Regions from separate parts of the Zea mays genome. Here all the other regions are linked to region 3. Evidence: chromatin contacts called from public Hi-C data. All regions are on one chromosome and are shown on one strand. The core of a region is the stretch at or near the end of the contact, and the rest is flanking DNA. Distances in the headings are between cores, read along the strand shown. Region 1 holds the start of LOC100233231. Region 2 holds the start of LOC100194347. Region 3 holds the start of LOC100284805 (10-deacetylbaccatin III 10-O-acetyltransferase).

What was found. Hi-C and Micro-C count contacts between places; a contact is called where the count stands out from the background.
Region 1: a Hi-C map of leaf shows a contact between it and region 3, with 6 times the contacts expected there. The contact joins the promoter of LOC100233231 here to the promoter of LOC100284805 in region 3. A contact is called at or near these places in 10 of 25 Hi-C or Micro-C datasets (bundle sheath, ear, endosperm and 3 more).
Region 2: a Hi-C map of endosperm shows a contact between it and region 3, with 2.4 times the contacts expected there. The contact joins the promoter of LOC100194347 here to the promoter of LOC100284805 in region 3. A contact is called at or near these places in 5 of 25 Hi-C or Micro-C datasets (ear, endosperm, leaf and 1 more).

The regions. Positions count from the first base shown.
Region 1 is chr8:146,919,520-146,922,765 of Zm-B73-REFERENCE-NAM-5.0, reverse strand. It overlaps LOC100233231, which reads left to right and starts at 1,257. Exons shown (of 20, transcript NM_001143882.1): 1 at 1,257-1,401; 2 at 1,795-1,991; 3 at 2,069-2,260; 4 at 2,353-2,407; 5 at 2,513-2,607; 6 at 2,739-2,928; 7 at 3,009-3,126; 8 at 3,213-3,246. The coding sequence starts at 1,257.
Region 2 is chr8:147,227,372-147,231,041 of Zm-B73-REFERENCE-NAM-5.0, reverse strand. It overlaps LOC100194347, which reads right to left and starts at 2,217. Exons shown (of 14, transcript NM_001359459.1): 1 at 1,613-2,217; 2 at 688-792; 3 at 78-194. The coding sequence starts at 2,104.
Region 3 is chr8:147,058,673-147,061,890 of Zm-B73-REFERENCE-NAM-5.0, reverse strand. LOC100284805 (10-deacetylbaccatin III 10-O-acetyltransferase) reads left to right here and starts at 1,265. Exons shown (of 2, transcript NM_001157700.2): 1 at 1,265-1,990; 2 at 2,110-3,148. The coding sequence starts at 1,547. The coding sequence ends at 2,952. LOC100284134 (3-N-debenzoyl-2-deoxytaxol N-benzoyltransferase) reads left to right here. Exons shown (of 2, transcript NM_001157031.1): 2 at 8-1,019. The coding sequence ends at 850.

The DNA of each region.
Region 1 (3,246 bases), core at 8-2,507, 140 kb after region 3:
CATATTGGTTGACGCCCACCAACAGCTCCCACCGCTCGAGTCCTCGACATAAAAATGGTTGTTCAACGAATGTTGACAACAACACCATTGGTTAATAATGGAAAGTTCGACACCCAATCATAGCCTAATCAATTGCTCACCCCATGTCTATGTTATAAGTCGTTTAGAACAACGACACAATATTCAAAATATAGACTTCACACTTTTTATAAATTTTTCAAAAAAGAAATCTTAGTTTATTTATACTTTTGTAAAATTATTTTAAAGACAAATTGGTGCAAATGGCTCCTAGAGTTGAAAACTAAATAACAAAATAGTTATTTGCGTTAAAAGTTTTATAAATTTAACTTAAATTTTGTTCAAAACGATGTAGCCTTACAACATTTCAGAGCTTACGATAAGAAACAAAGATTTAGATTTTTTTGCACCTCGTTATCCTAATAAGTTTTACTTAAATAGTCCTAGCTCGTTTTAGTTATACTAAAAGCAACATGTAAACAAAGCTTCCAAACGTCCGTGTGATATGCAAGTATAAATAATTGAAAATTAACATGTGCCTGATTGAATGCCGTCGTATTGCACGGGCATCGTACTAGTATATATATTAGTATAAATATGAGTGTTCGTCGACCTACGTTTCTATCTGACTCTGAATTCTCTAGTATTCTTGGAGTCTGTTTGGTTGGGCTGTGGCTGTGAAAAAAGTTGCTGTGGGCTGTGAGCTGTGGAAAAAGCTGCTGTAGGCTGTAAACTGTTAAACAGCTAAAAACCGTTTGGTGGAAACCAATAAAAGTCGTCAAAAATTCTTCGATATATGTTTTCACAGTTTCATCCGAAAAGCCACTAAAAGCAGGTCCAGGGGTGCTTTCAGATTTGCACTACGAGAAAGTCGGCTTTTAAAAAAAGCTGCTTCTTAGATCCAGCCCTTTGGTTGGCTTTTGGCTTTTAGAGGGCAAAAGCCAAAGCCAAAAGTCAAACCAAACACACCCTTGGTACTTCGGCGTAGTGATGATTCTTTTATAGGTGAAATTTATTATCAAATTTATTAGCAGCGTAAATAATCTCCCCACGGTCTGCCTTCGTGGTCTTTTACGACTTCACGGAACGTTTCTGAGTTGTATACACGCCAAAGCAACTTCCAATCTCCAAAGGATAGTCTTCCTCCGAACCCGGGGGGCAAACTAGAAAATAAAAACTAGAAACGAAGTGTAGCGCCGCTCGCCTTGCCGGCGGAGGGAAGACGGAAGACGAGAGGTATGGCGGGTGCCGGTGCGATGGGCTTCCCACGGGAGCTGATGGTTCAGCGTATACAGAGCTTAGTGGAGGAGGGGTTCTGGGACGCGCTCCGCCGCCACAAGCTCGACGTCCTCGGCACCGACGACTCCCCCATCCCAATCACCGGTCCGCTCGCCCACAACCCCCTCTCCTCGCTGTTTGTTGGTAGAATTCGCGATTTATGGCAGGGAATGAAAGCTGATCCCATACATTTCCGCGCCCCGCTTACGTAATTCCGTAGAGCCCAACCCGCCTCAGTTGCTTGCCGGTCACGAACTCACGATCCAAGTTTGTTTGGTTGTTGAGTGGGTTCGCCAGAGCATGATTGCTAATTACTCTTTGCGCTCTGCTGTGTATACTCTTAAAATGATTTTTTTACTCGAAAGATGAACTGTTGAGATTCATCTGAAGAAATTCCCAACACAGAATTTCAGTTTTTGTGTTTTTCTTTAATTTTATAGACAGTGAGCTAGACTAGAGATCTATGGATGAGCTAGACAGTTTCTTTTGAAATATCAGGTTATTATACTCCGCGCCAGCGTCGCCCGATGGCAAGCTTCTTCAACCTACGGTCCGGATCATTGGTGCCACCATCTCACAGTTCTGTTGGCGACAGGAACAATTGCCCAGTTCCAGGGACCCTCATAAACACTAATAACATGAGGGGATTTGAAAACCTAGATAGAGAACAACTTCTGAAAGCAGAAGCAAAGAAGGTATGGTTGCCATGGATTTTGCTATTTTTTACACATTTCCTTTTACTTGTCTGGTTCTGATTTGTATGTGGGCCCAGATCTTGCATGACATTGTGTCTGGTAAAGTAGAAGAGGATCCTTCTGTTCTACTTAGATTCCTTGTGACATCATTTGCTGATTTGAAGAATTGGAAGGTCTATTACAATGTTGCATTCCCCTCATTGGTTTTCAACTCAAGAATCACCTTGCTCAGCCTGCAACCTGCCTCAAAAGTGCTCACCAAAGAAGAGGTCATGTTCATGTGCACCTAGTATTCAACAACACTAGTTCCCTTGTTTGATTTACTCAGTTGGTTCTGAAATCTGTTGATTTGTTCCTGCAGGCAGCATCCATGTATACATCATTGCAAAAGTGGCGTACTTCTAGTGAAACAACAGGTTTGAGAACCATGCTTAACAGCAAGTGCATATGGTTGACACATTAGTTTGTTCTGTTGATCTGATTTTCTAATTCATTGTTGCAATGGATTAACATCTCTGCAGTTATTCCATTCTTTCTGGTTAGTATATCCTCAGATTCCTCTGCCTCTATAAGACAACTTAAGGAATGGAAAGCTTGCCAGGGGAACTATCAAAAGGTATGTTTGTGCCATCCATTTGGTCATCTAGACTAGCTGAAGTTTGATAAATCGTTTAGAAGAATATCCGTTTTTTACCCTTCTTCATGTCTATCTTTGTGTGGAGTAAATTCATTGCTTTTTTGTTGCAGCTGCTATTTGGATTTTATGACCATGGATGCCGCTCAGATTGCCCTGGCTGGGTTCTTAGAAACTATGTTGCCTTTCTGAGCATCCGATGGAAGATTGAGAAAGCCCAGATTTTCTGCTACCGTGAATATAAAGGGAACCCTGATCTAGAACAGTCCCTCATTGGTGAAGCATCATTTCCATCACCTTATGGTATAAATATGGTGGATTTAAATGTCAGTCTGCACTTCCATTTATGATTTGTCCATTTGTAACACTGGCTGTTATTACAGGTTGGGATAACCCTGAATTTCTACCTGATGCTATTGGATGGGAAGGAGTAAAGCCAGGGAAGGGAACAAAAGAAATGAAACCAAAAGAAATAGATCTTCAATCAATGAATCCAGCAAGGTGGTTTTAATATGTATTTTGCTTTCGAGTTTTGATATAATCAACAGTGCGTAGAAAACTATCTTGATTGTTTATTTCATGCACAGTCAGGATGAAGAAAAACAATTGATGCACTTAAAG
Region 2 (3,670 bases), core at 968-3,467, 170 kb before region 3:
TATTCCCAAAATATGGTAGAAGAATCTGCAAATTAAAGCCACCAAACTGACAAACTAAATGTATATCACTTACTAACCGAATAATGAAATAGTTGTGATGAAGTCAAACTCAAACCAACTGCTGCTTGATCAACCGAAAGAGCAAAACCAAACCCACCAAGCTTCCAAGACCCGTTAGAAGTTATAAATACCGTCTGTAAAAGAAGCAAGATTAGTAAAGTACACTAGTGTACAACTTGTTGTTGGCATAATGGATAACAAGCAAGTAACATCAAACCCATTAGGTATTCTGCAGAGATATTAGATCCCATGTGGTGCTAAGCCATCAAGCCATCAGTTCAGAGAGCAACATACATTAAAGGTTCAGTATATAGAGAACAATGTGAACAAACCAATTTGCAATTTGAGGGAAAAATAATGTCCAAGAAAGCATTGAGTTTTTCAGCAAATAAGTGCAAGTACAAAAGGCATCATATACTACAATACATAGCAAGCCTAAGAGTGACCTTAGGATCATCAAGGGGGACTGCGGCAAGGCAGAATGACTACGCTAAAATGACAAGAGAACACAAAAACATTGGGATTGTAAGAGGAAAAGGACAGAGCGAATCAATTATCTCAATACTCAATAACAGAAAAGGAACAAGCAGAAAATTATAAATGCAGAAGAATGGTGGTGTGAGGAACCTCAGGCGATATAGCTCGATGGGCAAGATGAGCATTGTTATGAAGAAAATCCAACGTCTCTGCAACTTGTAGCAGCCCATGTTTAATCTCAAGTAGCCCCATTTCCTGAAACACAAGAAAGAAATTAGCAAACTGCTGAATTAAAAATATGATCATGCTTTGGCTGTCCAAACTATTGCTATGACTAAGGCACCACTCAATACACAGAAATGCAAGGAACAAAGAATCTACAGGCATCAATCACCACTTATATGGCCTGAAAAGTTCCAAATCCACAGGATACCTGATTGTAAACTAAAAGTTTTACAGTAGAAAATCGCAAGAATCTCACAGTCAAACCTCATGTTTGAATACAATTCCGATTATCTGAAATCCTACCAAACGCCAGTGGCAGGGACAGTGTAAGATGTGAGGTCAGATAATCTTGGAGGGTTTTTACAAATCAGTGGTGTATAACTTAGGAAGTAAAATAACTATGTATTGTAAACTCTTAGAGAAACATACAAATTTTGATACATTGGTATGACAAGGATGCCATTTTTTAAGGAAGGTTTGTTGCAAAATGTTAGAAGTACAAAAAAAAAAAATACACTCATTATGCAGCTTTTCTGGATGTGACACTGCCAAATGCTGCATTAGAAACATAAATGATACCTTCTCAGATCATGCCTCTGTAATTCTATGACATTTGCTAATCAATAATGGCATGAACAGCTAAAACCAGAAACAATAGCGAGTTTTCCACTCCCATACCAACCCTAATCGCCTTAACTTGCTAGCCAGTTTTGAATGCAGCAGCAACAAGTAACAAGTAGGAAAACACGACAAAACTTTCCTTTAATCAGTCTTGTAACCTTCCTAGCAGTAAATAAATTGCCAAAGGTCGATGACACACAGAGTTAAACAAAAACACGATCAGTCGTACCATGCCCTTGACCTCCTTGGGCACCTTGCCAACATTGTCAAGGCACCCGAGCGCGTTAGCTACGGAGGCGAAGACGGGCTCAGTGGCCATGGCCATGGCGGCCTTGGTCTCGTCGAGCGCCTGCACGACGTGCAGCACGCCCGGGTGGCGCAGGCGCACGAGCCGCGCCGCGTCGGCGCGGACGAGGTCGAGGAACGCGTCCTCGGCCGCCTTCGACATCCCCGCCCGCGCCCGCGCCTCAGCGAGGGCGCGCTTGTCCAGCACCCAGACGGAGACGACGGGGTAGGGCGCCGAGGGGGCGCCATCCCGCGGTCGCGCCGTGTAGATCCGCCACGCGAGCCCCGGCCCGCCGGACCCGGCCTGATCCAGCAGCTCGTAGTCCTGCAACGGGCGCGGGCCCGTCACCTCTTGCACCGTCGTGGACACCGTCTTCTCTATCACAGCCGACGCCTTCGCCAGCGCCTGCGTCAGGGTCTTCATGTTGAGCGCCATCGCCCCCCACCGCCGCCGCTGCCGCGGCCTCCGGCGAGATCTCCTGGGAGGCCCCGGCCGCGGTGGTGGATTTCCTCTTGGAAGGGGTCGTCTGATCGGTCGGTGGCAGGCGTGTTGGTTTATAATTATGTTTTGTTTTTTATTTAAACGTTTTTTTCGGGGAGAAGCAGCTCATGCCACTGCCATGTGAGACCGCGGACGAGGGGATGTATGGAGGATGATGCTTCTTCGCGAAGGGGACGAGAAGGGGATTGCGAAATATGGGCCGTTGGTTCGACGTGGTTTTGGCCAGGATGAACGACTGGGATGCGGCATTTGGTAGGCGTGGCGAGGTTGGTCAATGACAGCGAACAGAGTGTAAGAACATCTCCAATAATTTATCGAACAGTTGCCTTAAATTGAAATGTGGAGCCCTTTAAAGCAAAAACTACTTCAACAGTGTCTTATTTTATAAAATTTGGTCCAAAAAATTATAGAGCACATTCTCGAGTGTCTCAAATATACTACATAGTGAGTTGTCCTGTAATCTAGATTTGAGTCTTTAAAATGTTTTGCTGATACCCTAAATTCTATAAAATATAATAATTTTTAAATTATATGATATTTTTATAGGTCACGTTTTAGAGATGCTCTAAGAGCATCTTCCGAATTTTTTGTTTTTTAGCCCCTTTCGTGACAAAAATTTACGTTTGGACCCCCAGAAATTTTATTTGCACGTTTGGACCCGATGCTCGGCGCCATAGGTTGTGGCGCCGAGGTAACACAGCTCGGCGCCACAGCCTATGGCGCCAAGCTGTGTGACGTGGCAGTCCGCGTAGCACCTAGCTCGGCGCCACAAATCCTGGCGCCGAGCTAGGAAATAACCGCAAACCACCTTTCTCTCTGCGCGTTTCTTCTCTGTTGAATTCACTTCAACCGCAAACCCGCTGCCGCCGTTCCCGAGTGGAAATCGCCGCCACCCGCCGTCGTAGCTCCGGCCAACCCGCTCGCCCGCCCAGCTCCGGCCAACCCGCCCTCTTGGCTTCCGGAGGGCCGCCGAGCTCGCCCGCCCGCCCAGCTCCGGCCAACCACGGCACCGGCGCTCGCCAACGGTCGACCACCTCGCCAGGACCGGCCGCCGCGCGCACGGGACCGGCGCTCGCCACCGCGCCTGCTCGCCAACGGTCGGCCACCGCGCCTGCTCGCCCGCTCCGGCCCCGGCAGCTCCCGCCCCCACTGCCGCCCGATTTTTTTTAATTTCTTAGTTAGTAAACTGTTAGCTATTGTTAGTGTTTAGTAATTAGTTAGCTATCCACTTATTTATTGTTTAGTAAATAGTTAGATATTTTGTTGTTAGTGTTTATTAAAATAGTTAGCTAGTTTCTTGCTTAGTATATTGTTAGTGTTTAGTAAATTCTTAGTGATTATATAGTTAGCATTTTGTTTAGCGCATTGATATTACATGTTTTCTGTGTTGGCAACCATCGTGTTGTCGTTTATTCGCAGGTTCTATAAACATCACTTTATAGGGGAGGTGCTGCCAAATTTTTTATTGACAATAGGTTTTTTTGTACGTAGGTGTTCGTC
Region 3 (3,218 bases), core at 16-2,515:
CGTTCAGGTTACAAAGTTCACATGTGGTGGGTTTTCTGTGGGCATTTGCTTCAGTCACTTGGTGTTCGACGGGCAGGGTGCTGCGCAATTTCTGAAAGCAGTTGGTGAGATGGCTAGGGGCCTCCCTGAGCCATCGATCAAGCCAATCTGGGCTCGTGATGCCATCCCCAACCCACCTAAGCCACCCCTAGGCCCGCCACCGTCATTCACCGCATTCAACTTCGAGAAATCAGTCGTCGAGATCGCTCTGGACAGCATCAAGCGCGTGAAGGATCAAGTTGCAAGCGAAACCAACCAGAAGTGTTCCACTTTCGACGTGGTCACCGCCATGATCTTCAAATGTCGCGCCTTGGCAGTCGACTTCGCACCTGACGCTGAGGTTCGCCTGGGCTTTGCAGCCAGCACTCGCCACCTGCTGAGCAATGTGCTGCCCTCCGTCGATGGCTACTACGGGAACTGTGTGTACCCAGGTGGTCTCACCAAGACCAGCCAGGAGGTGAAGGAAGCTTCACTGGTGGAGATCGTGACCGCGATCAGGGAGGCCAAGGAGGCTCTGTCGTCGAGGTTCCTCGACTGGTTGAGCGGCGGCGCCAAGGAGAACCACTACAACGTGTCGCTGGACTACGGCACCCTCGTCGTGACCGACTGGAGCCACGTGGGTTTCAACGACGTTGACTACGGGTTCGGTGAGCCAAGCTACGTGTTCACCCTGAACGACGACGTGAACATCGTTCCCTCCGTTGTGTACCTGAAGCCTCCCAAGCCGAAGCAGGGCATCAGGCTGGTGCTGCAGTGCGTGGAAGGGCGGCACTCTGCCGTGTTCAGCGAGGAGCTGCAGAAGCACGCATAGAGCGAGTGTATTCCATCCCACAGTGGAGATTGTTGTATTTTGTTGTGTCGAATTGCTGCCCCCGGAATTTGCTTGCAATAAGATAGGGTTGGCACGTGTTTATACTCTGTACTGTTATCTCAGCACGTTACATTATACATGTATTGAGTGAGTATTGACAGTGGTGAAAGAATAATAGTGTTCCATTTGAAACAAATTATTTCAGACTTGTTGGCCTGATGTAGGTTCATGAGGTCTCGGCTCTTGAGTCGAGTTTTAATTGTGTCTATACAAAGCCAGGCTCCAGATGAACATCGATTGAATGGGTACTGTTTGACGATTGATCAGCAGTAGGACGAAGCTTCTTGGGCGACCAATCTCTGAACTAACCTATAAAGAAACAGGCGTGACCAAAAAAAGCATTTAGCTTGAGCAGGGTGCCACATTTGTGAGCTGCAAAGTTCAGAAACAACCGATCATGCCATGTGAGCCACAAAGCCACCACCATCACCAACCAAACCCACTTGCCTTGTGTTTCAGATCAGATTCGCCTAACAGACCCCGACGACTTCCAAACTCCAATCCAGCGTTGAGCTCGACAGCTCGTGCCAAACTAGGCCGCAGCTGGAAATACCCTCCGCTCCACTTACCTGCTGCTGGTGAGCACCGCAAGCACCAACTCGCGCCCACCGCTCCGCTACACCAGCCGACGCCATCATGTCTACCGTCGCCGCCGCCCCCACCGTCGTGAAATCGGCTCCGGAGCTCGTCGCGCCAGTGGGGCCAACACCCGGCGGCACCCTCCCACTGTCCTCCATCGACAAGACCGCGGCGGTGCGCGTGTCGGTGGATTTCATCCAGGTTTTTCCCCCGGCCGTAGGAGCAGGCGGGGACAAAGACGCCGCCGTGGCCGCGATGCGCGACGGCTTCGCGAAGGCGCTGGTGCCGTACTACCCGGTGGCCGGCCGCATCGCGGACGCCAGCCCCGGGGAGCCCGTGGTGGAGTGCACCGGGCAGGGCGTCTGGTTCGTGGAGGCCGCTGCGAGCTGCGCGCTCGCCGACGTCAACTACCTCGAGCGCCCTCTGCTCATCCCCAAGGAGGAGCTCCTCCCGCGACCTCCCCCCGAGGAGAAGCTCGAGGACCTCGTCCTCATGGCACAGGTTCGATCGCTCACCTCCAGATCCCCTTGTCTGATCCGACAGCTAGCAAGATCTCATACGCTCGATAGCCGGATCCGGGTAGAGAACGTCTTTGGGTGCTGAGAATTTGCGCTCTACAGGTGACCAAGTTCGCCTGCGGCGGGTTCGCGGTCGGGATCTGCTTCAGCCACCTGGTGTTCGACGGGCAGGGCGCGGCGCAGTTCCTCAAGGCGGCCGGCGAGATGGCGCGGGGGCTGCCGGCGCCGTCGGTTGCGCCGGTCTGGGACCGCGACGCGATCCCGGACCCGCCTAAGCTGCCGCGCGGCCCCCCGCCGTCGTTCACGGCGTTCAGCTTCGTGACCCAGGTGGTCGAGATCTCGCCGGAGAGCATCGCGCGCATCAAGGACGACTTCAAGGACGCGACGGGGCAGACCTGCTCCACCTTCGACGCTGTCACGGCGGTGGTGTTCAAGTGCCGCGCGCTGGCGATGGCGCTCCCCGACGACGCCGAGGTCCGGCTCGGCTTCGCCGCCAGCACGCGGCACCTCCTCCACGGCGTGCTGCCGTCGGTGGACGGCTACTACGGCAATTGCGTGTACCCCGTGGGCATCACCCGGACCAGCAAGGCGATCCGTGAGGCGTCGCTTCCGGAGGTGGTCGGCGTGATGCGGGAGGCCAAGGAGGCGCTCACCACGCGGTTCACGGACTGGATGCGCGGCGGCGCCAAGGACGACCACTACAACGTGCCGCTGGACTACGGCACGGTGACGGTGTCGGACTGGAGCCGCGTCGGGTTCAACGAGGTGGACTACGGCTTCGGCGAACCGGGGTACGTCTTCACGCTCAACGACGACGTCAACATCGTCGCGTCGGTGATCTACCTCAAACCGCCCGCGCCCAAGCGCGGCATCCGGCTCATGCTTCGCTGCGTCGAGGAACCTCATGCTGCGGCGTTCGCCGAGGAGCTCGCCAAATTCGCGTAGATGGTTGTTTAGTCTTGCTTTATCTATACTTCATTGGTGTCGGACACTCGGACCTCATCTTTTACAATATTATCTATACTTCATTGGTGTCAGACGCTCATTAATTGTCATCGGCATTGTTGGATGTGGGAGAATGAAAAAGCTATTATAAGGAGGTGTACATGAAAGTTTAATACTCATGAACATTTATTTTAGATCTAACGTCTCTAGTTATTTAGTATATTTTGCTAAGAACACTTTCCGATATGGTGGATTGTAGGGGTGAA